Linked DNA regions of Mus musculus: region 1 is linked to region 2. Evidence: chromatin contacts called from public promoter capture Hi-C data. All regions are on one chromosome and are shown on one strand. The core of a region is the stretch at or near the end of the contact, and the rest is flanking DNA. Distances in the headings are between cores, read along the strand shown. Region 1 holds the start of Rad51d (RAD51 paralog D). Region 2 holds the start of Slfn3 (schlafen 3).

What was found. Promoter capture Hi-C pulls out the DNA fragments that hold promoters and counts their contacts.
Region 1: a contact with region 2 is called in a promoter capture Hi-C map of the HPC-7 cell line, with 6 times the contacts expected there. The contact joins the promoter of Rad51d here to the promoter of Slfn3 in region 2. A contact is called at or near these places in 16 of 39 promoter capture datasets (the C10 cell line, the HPC-7 cell line, cranial neural crest and 10 more), 3 of 484 Hi-C or Micro-C datasets (CD4 T cells, bone marrow-derived macrophages and nephron progenitors), 11 of 115 datasets of contacts at active chromatin or transcription factors (the 230-238 cell line, CD8 T cells, the HPC-7 cell line and 7 more) and 4 of 9 other capture datasets (adipose tissue, embryonic stem cells, liver and 1 more).

The regions. Positions count from the first base shown.
Region 1 is chr11:82,889,176-82,892,806 of GRCm38.p6, forward strand. Rad51d (RAD51 paralog D) reads right to left here and starts at 1,449. Exons shown (of 10, transcript NM_011235.4): 1 at 1,163-1,449; 2 at 795-856; 3 at 517-635. The coding sequence starts at 1,244. Fndc8 (fibronectin type III domain containing 8) reads left to right here and starts at 2,970. Exons shown (of 4, transcript NM_030224.1): 1 at 2,970-3,225. The coding sequence starts at 3,020.
Region 2 is chr11:83,189,878-83,193,094 of GRCm38.p6, forward strand. It overlaps Slfn3 (schlafen 3), which reads left to right and starts at 1,453. Exons shown (of 3, transcript NM_011409.1): 1 at 1,453-1,531. It overlaps Slfn4 (schlafen 4), which reads left to right. Exons shown (of 8, transcript NM_011410.3): 8 at 1-339.

The DNA.
Region 1 (3,631 bases), core at 199-2,698, 300 kb before region 2:
GGGTCACAGCACTGGGAAGGTTGAAAACCACTGGCCTATGTCAGCGCAAAAGTGCAGACTCCCGGGACCCCAATCCTTCCCCGGGTCTCACTTGCTACTTGCTTTATTTTGACGTATGGTGGACTCTACTAAACAATGGGGGTATTAACGACATCTTATGTTATAGGACAGTGGCTCTTCACTGGGAAAAGTTAGCTTGTTGGAGATACTGAGTCATTTTTTGATTATTAAAACTGGGGGCATCTTGGCATCTGGTGGGTAGAGAAGGACCAGGGATGCTGTTAAACGACTCTCAACGCACAGGATATCTCTATCTCAGGAAATAACGACTTGCCTCCCCCCCCCCCCCCCCCATCAATTGTGTTGAGGCTAAGAAACCCTACAGTTTTACTCTAGGGAAAAACACTCAGGAGTCCACACGCCTGCAGTTCCTCTACCGCTCTGGACTGCCCTCACCAGCCCCGTCCTCTGAAGCCTCAGTCTCTGCTTTCACCTTGTCCAGGTTCGCATACAAACCTTCCGATGCCGGTGGACAGGATGGCCGTGGAAGTCTTCAGTTCCTCATAGAGATCTGCGCCATTTAAGGGGAAAGCCGAGAACTGCGCCAGCAACACCCTCCTCAGGGCAACGAGGGCCTGCCAATAGGGCGGACACTCAGGCTCCAGGCCCGCCAGATTGCCCCCTCAGAGCAGCGCCCCCCCCCCCCCCCATCTATCCCAAGGAACTCTGATCCTGCAGCGTGGGGGCGCAGCTGGAAGAGGGGTTGGAATGGAGCTTGCAGATCGCGAGCTCACCTTGTAGGACAAGCCACACTTCTGGGCTACTTCCTCCAAGTCAGCAGCTGCCAGGTCTGCCACTGGAAAGAGAGCAGGTGCAGGTGATTGGCAGCAGGAATGGCTTAGCCTTGCCACATTTGCCTTTTGCTCTGTTGTCAAACGGGATTAAGGTCTTATTCTACTACCTATCTCGAGCACGCAGGCCCTGATGCAGGACCGACCCCGCAAAGGGCCCAGCACTCAGTAAAATCCTCTGCCTCGGCTCCTGCGAACCCAGCTTCCTCAGAAAGTCAGAGGAAGAGTGCGGCCATCCTGTTAGAGCAAAAGGCCCCGTATGTGTACCACGACCACGGTGCCGACCCCCGGGGTAGTGCCCATGAGGTCACCTGTTTTTATCTTTCGGCCTCTGAGAAGCTGGACGGTCTCCTCGGTGAGGCCCGGGCACAGCCCTGCCCTGAGCATGCCCATAGTCCCTACAAACCCAGGATGCCCTGGGGGCTCTCTGTCACTTGGGCGCTCGCCGAGTCCCCCACTCTGGGCATTCCTCAGTTCTACTTAGGGAAAAGGTCCTGGCGTGCCAGCGCGGGACGAAGGGGCGGGAAGAGGATGCAAGTCGAGGTGAGGGACACTAACCCTTCCCAACTCGCAAGACTCTAGGCGCCCTAGGCCCGCCCCCTCCGGCCGACGCTTCCGGGTTCCGGGACTGGAGCGTCTTTTGTAGGCCAGGCCTGCAGCGCCATCTGCTGACCATGAGGGCAAACACAGAGGCTTTGCGACTCGCGCCAGCCACCTGCAAGCACACCTAGAGCTTACATACATGCACAGAGACACAAGCACACACACCGACACACACACACACACACACACACACACACACACACACACACACACACACACACACACACACACACACACACACACACACACATTTTGTGTGTCCAGCGAGTCTTCCAACGAGTCTCTTGTGTATACCAGCCTCTATTTGCAAAGCTAGGGGACACTCACTCTACCTAACTCAATATTTACAGAGTGAAGCATCCCTGACTTCTAGTAGCATTCTTGTTAGGAAGACAATGAAAGTGGATCAATTCAGATCATTACAGATTGTATGATCAAGCTGAGATCCAGCGAAGTTCACAGAGAGTACCTGTGTCCCTATATTTTCCAAATTTATCAAGTTCTATCTTACGTATATAGATGTTTTGCCTGCATGGATGTCTATGCAATCCTGGCATGCCTGGTACCCAAGGCAGCCAGAGAGAGGGTCAGATCCCTTGGACTGGAGTTACAGATGGTTAAGAGCCACCATGTGGGTACTGGTCTTCTGGGAGAGCAGTCAGTGCTCTTAACCACTTAGCCATTTGTCTAGCCCAACATTTTCCAGAGGTTTTAATGGAAGTAGGGAAATGCTTGAGTATATAAAATACTATTTTGATTTTTTTAACCACATCTAGTGGAAGAAATAAAGCAGTTTTACAAAACCCACGAGTGAGGTTCTATTTCTGCCTGTATTTTGTAGTTGAAGGAATTTGGGCTCAGTAAGATTGTTATTCTTTGATTTATACAGATAGGAAGCACAGAACTGAATCTCCAGTCCATATCCAGCTGCAGGGCTCATTTTTAGAAATATCTCCTCATGTTCACCATTGTCTCTCAATCTTTCAAGGTGTTTGGAATCCTGGCCCTGAAACCAGCTACTCTGTGAGCTACAACCCACAGTAAGCTTTCACTGTGCCTGCGTTACTGGCTATGGTGGGATTTGCTGCTTAGATCCCAGGATAGAGAGCCTTAGAAGTATCAGTAGGCAAAGGCCTTCTCTTCAAAGTCTGGTTGGCTCAGGCCAAGTGGTGTTCTCTGTGCCACTAGCCTGCTACCCCTTCCTGGACAGCTCTAAAGAGGCACAGGCAATTAAGCCTTTTGAAGTCCTCAGAAGAGGACCGAGTAGTTGTGACCACAAACGTGACCTAGAGAGGGTCATGTGTGCTGGAAGGGGCCATCAAGTTTCTTTCTTGGCTCAAGCCCACCCCTAACCCAGGCGTTTGGTCTGTCCAGCTGCACAGCAAACTTCCTATCAAGGGGAGGCTGGCCCCCCGATTGTTACACTCTGTGATGATTGTGAAGTCAGAGCACTGCAAACCTTCTCACCCAAATGAAGGGTGAGACCTTTGCCTCAGTTTTTCTCTGCTTCCTGCCAGCTGGTTGTCCTGGAGGGTGGTGGCAACCCTGCGCCCCACCCACACCAGATGGCGACGGTATTCTGTAAAGTGGGGGGTGGAGAGGAGGCTGTACCGAAGAAGGAAGCCCTCAATGTTATCAATGTGATTGACCAACTGCCAAAGCCCTGTCCAAATCCTAAGTTTATTAACCGGTCCATGGCTACCAAAGGCCTCCTGCTCCCGTCAAGACGCAGCTTGGCCAGCTTCTCAGAGGAAGAAAACACCGATGTCATGTAAGACACGATTTGGGGTCCTCATTTCTAAGGCTGGAGAAGCTTTGCAGCCCACTGTGGTGGGTCCTTCAGGGAAGAACATATCAGGAGGTTCCCCATGCACCCGCCCTGAGCCCCACATCAGTTTTGAGAGGATGTGGGTTCCCCATTCTAGCTGACCTTCCTGGACTAGCCAGGGGGTGCTTCCTATTCTGCTTGCCACTCTCTGCTACCCCTGTCTTCTCTCCCTCATTTCTCTCACTTTAATGCCCCACCTGCCTTCCAGCTGAGGTTCACTGGTCTGCTAAGTCAGTCTGAATTTTCTCTGCTTCATACCACAAAACTCTCTGCTTCCTGGTGAGAAATATGACCCAGCATCAAGTTGGGGGATGCAGAGGTGGGAAACATGGTCCCTGCCTCCAAAAAA
Region 2 (3,217 bases), core at 203-2,702:
CCTGTTGTGACATTTGATGGAGTTCATCAAAAGACTGGTTGCCCATCACGACAGTTCTGATAATGGGGGCTATGAGTTGGGTGTTCACAGGCCCCATTATCCTTAGCCATGTTCTGCTCTGATCTATTTCTTTATCAATACAATTCATCTTTAAAATATACTTCATTTTTTCATGTGCTCTGTCCTCAGATCTGTGTTTTTATGAATACAGTTCTTCTACTTGTATCTTTCTTCAACAAAGCTTCATTATTAACTGAGAAGTTATACATAAAAAAATTTGGATAACAAAGGTTCTGCCATTTTAATATTTCTAAAATAAATGATCTTAACAAAACGTCATCAAATTCTCTTAAAGAATTCTTATTGTTTTTCCAGGATAAGTTTTTCTGGCTTTGGGGTTTTAGTTGTTTTGAAGATTTGCGATTGTGGTTTTCAGAGTTATGGCCTAGACCTTTGAAGACCAAGGAAGTGAGAAGACACATTATCATAGCTGCATGAGCACCTCGTGACACCTGTCACAGTAGCTGGACTAGAGATCACCCTACCATTCTGCCTCCACACAACAGCCACTGGGGCTGAGACACATTAGAAACACTTGTTTCATGGAGGTGACATCAGTGTGAAGTCGTGAGAGTAGTGGGACACATCATGTATGACCTAGGAAGTTGTTGCACTCTCAAAGCTACGGGAACTCACGGGAGGATCATTGGCAGAGAGTTTCAACAAAAGCAGCAGCTGCCTGCCTAATGTCAGCCTCTTTGGGTATCAGGTCAGGAGCTGGATTAACATAGGAAAGTCAGAAGGAGGAACCCAAGTAAAGGATGACTGTAACAGTGTGGGGCAGAGACCTGGGTAGGGACATGAACTGGGAAAGAGCAATGGAGTCCTAGTAATGGCATGCTTGGCTGCAGAGTCAGGTTTTCAGGTCAACAGGACAAACCTTGGGGAAAGACTTAAGAGTGGGAGCCAGTGAAGTGATGGCTCAGTGGATGGAGGCAGCTCCCACCTTGCCTGAGGAGCCCAGCCCCAGGGATCTCTGTGCAGGAGAGAGAGAAAATTGACTCGAGCCAGTTGTCTTCTGACCTCCACATGGTGGTGTAGCTGTGAACACCCAGCCCCCCAGCTACACACAGATACTTTTATGACCTGCTAATTTTTTATAATGCTACATTTTAGGGACTGAAGCAAGTGTCCCACAGAGGTTTAGCCAGTCTGACTAGGAGAATGTAATGGACAGCACTCTGTTTCAGAGGCATCCTTGCATAATCCCTAGAGTGCCAGGCATCCTGGGGAATTCTCAGCTTAGCTGTGCAGCTAGACATTGGAACACTGATGACTGTGCAAGGTCCTTAGCCACTCTGATTTCTGCCTCCCACCCTCACCGGAGCTGGGCAGGAAGTGGATGACAGAACTTCCTGGGGGAGGGACTCTGGTAAAAGAAAGCAAAGGCGCGCCAAAAATGCCTGGGGCCTCGGAGATGAAAGACGGACCTGAACAGGAGCAGAGACACAGAGCTGGCCACACATGGAAGGTAATGCCAGGACTAATCGGGATGAACTAGAAAGTTGGTTGGGAATCTGCCCAGCTATAGGCTTAAGCTTTAAAATACCCAAAAGCCTCTGTGTCATCATTTGTACCGCTTCTGGGTCAGAAAGTCCTGCTATATAACTGAAATCACACAGGGGCCTCTTTAGAAGAAACTGACCAGTGCGGAAGGAACAATATCCTCAGATCATGGAGAGCAAGAGAAGGAAACACAGAAAATAATCATGAGGCCTGAGCGATGTTTTGAATATATCCGCTCCTGTAATTAGTCACCCTCCCTGAAGGCTGTCTAGAAAGGACAAGGCGACCAGCATGTGGTTTTAGTTTCTGCCACAATGCTCACATGAGTCCCTTCTGTATCGCCTGGCTGGCCCTCCCTTCCTCCACATCCAGGCTAACTTTAAAATCCAACCTGAAGGTTTTAAAAATCCAATTATAAGTTAGCCTATATATGAAATAGGGGGGGGGGGAGGAAACTTCATATTAAAAGCCCTGTATAAAATGCACTCTTTACTGCATTGAGTTTGGTCAAGAGTTTTCGTGGCTGCCCCCAGTTGGTTCTGGTTGGTAAGTAACGATGCCCACAGTCAATGCCTGGGCAGGGCAGACAAAGGGGGGACTTTTAGGATTTTCCTGCCAAGAAGCGAGAGGAAAGGAGCAGAGTTCAGCCATGCCAGAAGAGGTAGAGGACAGGAACCATGCCAGAAGAGGTTGAGGAAAGGAGCCTGCCTGAGCAGGTGTAGGACAGACTACCCAACCACAGTGGCCCCGTGAGGAAAGTTGCATTTATGTGATATAGGCCAAGTCACTGTAATGCCCCACCTTAGCCTTCCAACCAACCAACTCTTATTACTGTAAGGTTGGTTCTGTAGTTGTCATTTTAGCTGTCAGTGCCCTCTAGTGTTCAAACAGCAAAGGCAACTACAGCTTCCAAAGACCTCAAATAGAAAGTCCGAAGGAAAGTTGATGTGTTGTTGATGGCGATGTTTTTCCAATCTCATGAGCCTCTTTCTTATTAATTGGTATTAAATTGCACTGAATTAAGTGTTTCAATGTAATATTATCATCTGTGGAATGTCCTTTGGTCATGGGTTCCTCTTTACTCTCCCTTGTCCCTCCACCCACATGATAGACCTCTTCCTACATAAGTCTCCCTAGTGCTTTCATACCCTTTAAAAGCTATATGATGGGGCTGAAGGGATGGCTCAGTGGTTAAGAAGACTGGTTGTTCTTCCAAAGGATCCCAGCATCCACATGGCAGCTCACAACAGTCTGTAACTCCTGTTCCAGGGGATTTGACTCCCTCACACATGCAGGCAAAACACCAATGTCCATAGAATAAAAATAAAACTTTAAAAAATCTTTTCAATAGTGGATGCTCACAGTCAGCTATTGGATGGATCACAGGGCCCCCAATGGAGGAGCTAGACAAAGTACCCAAGGAGCTAAAGGGATCTGCAACCCTATAGGTGGAACAACATTATGAACTAACCAGTACCCCAGAGCTCTTGTCTCTAGCTGCATATGTATCAAAAGATGGCCTAGTCTGCCATCAATGGAAAGAGAGGCCCATTGGACTTGCAAACTTTATATGCCCCAGTACAGGGGAACTCCAGGGCCAAAAAGTGGGAGTGGGTGGGTAGGGGAATGGGGTGGGGGAGTGTATTGGGGA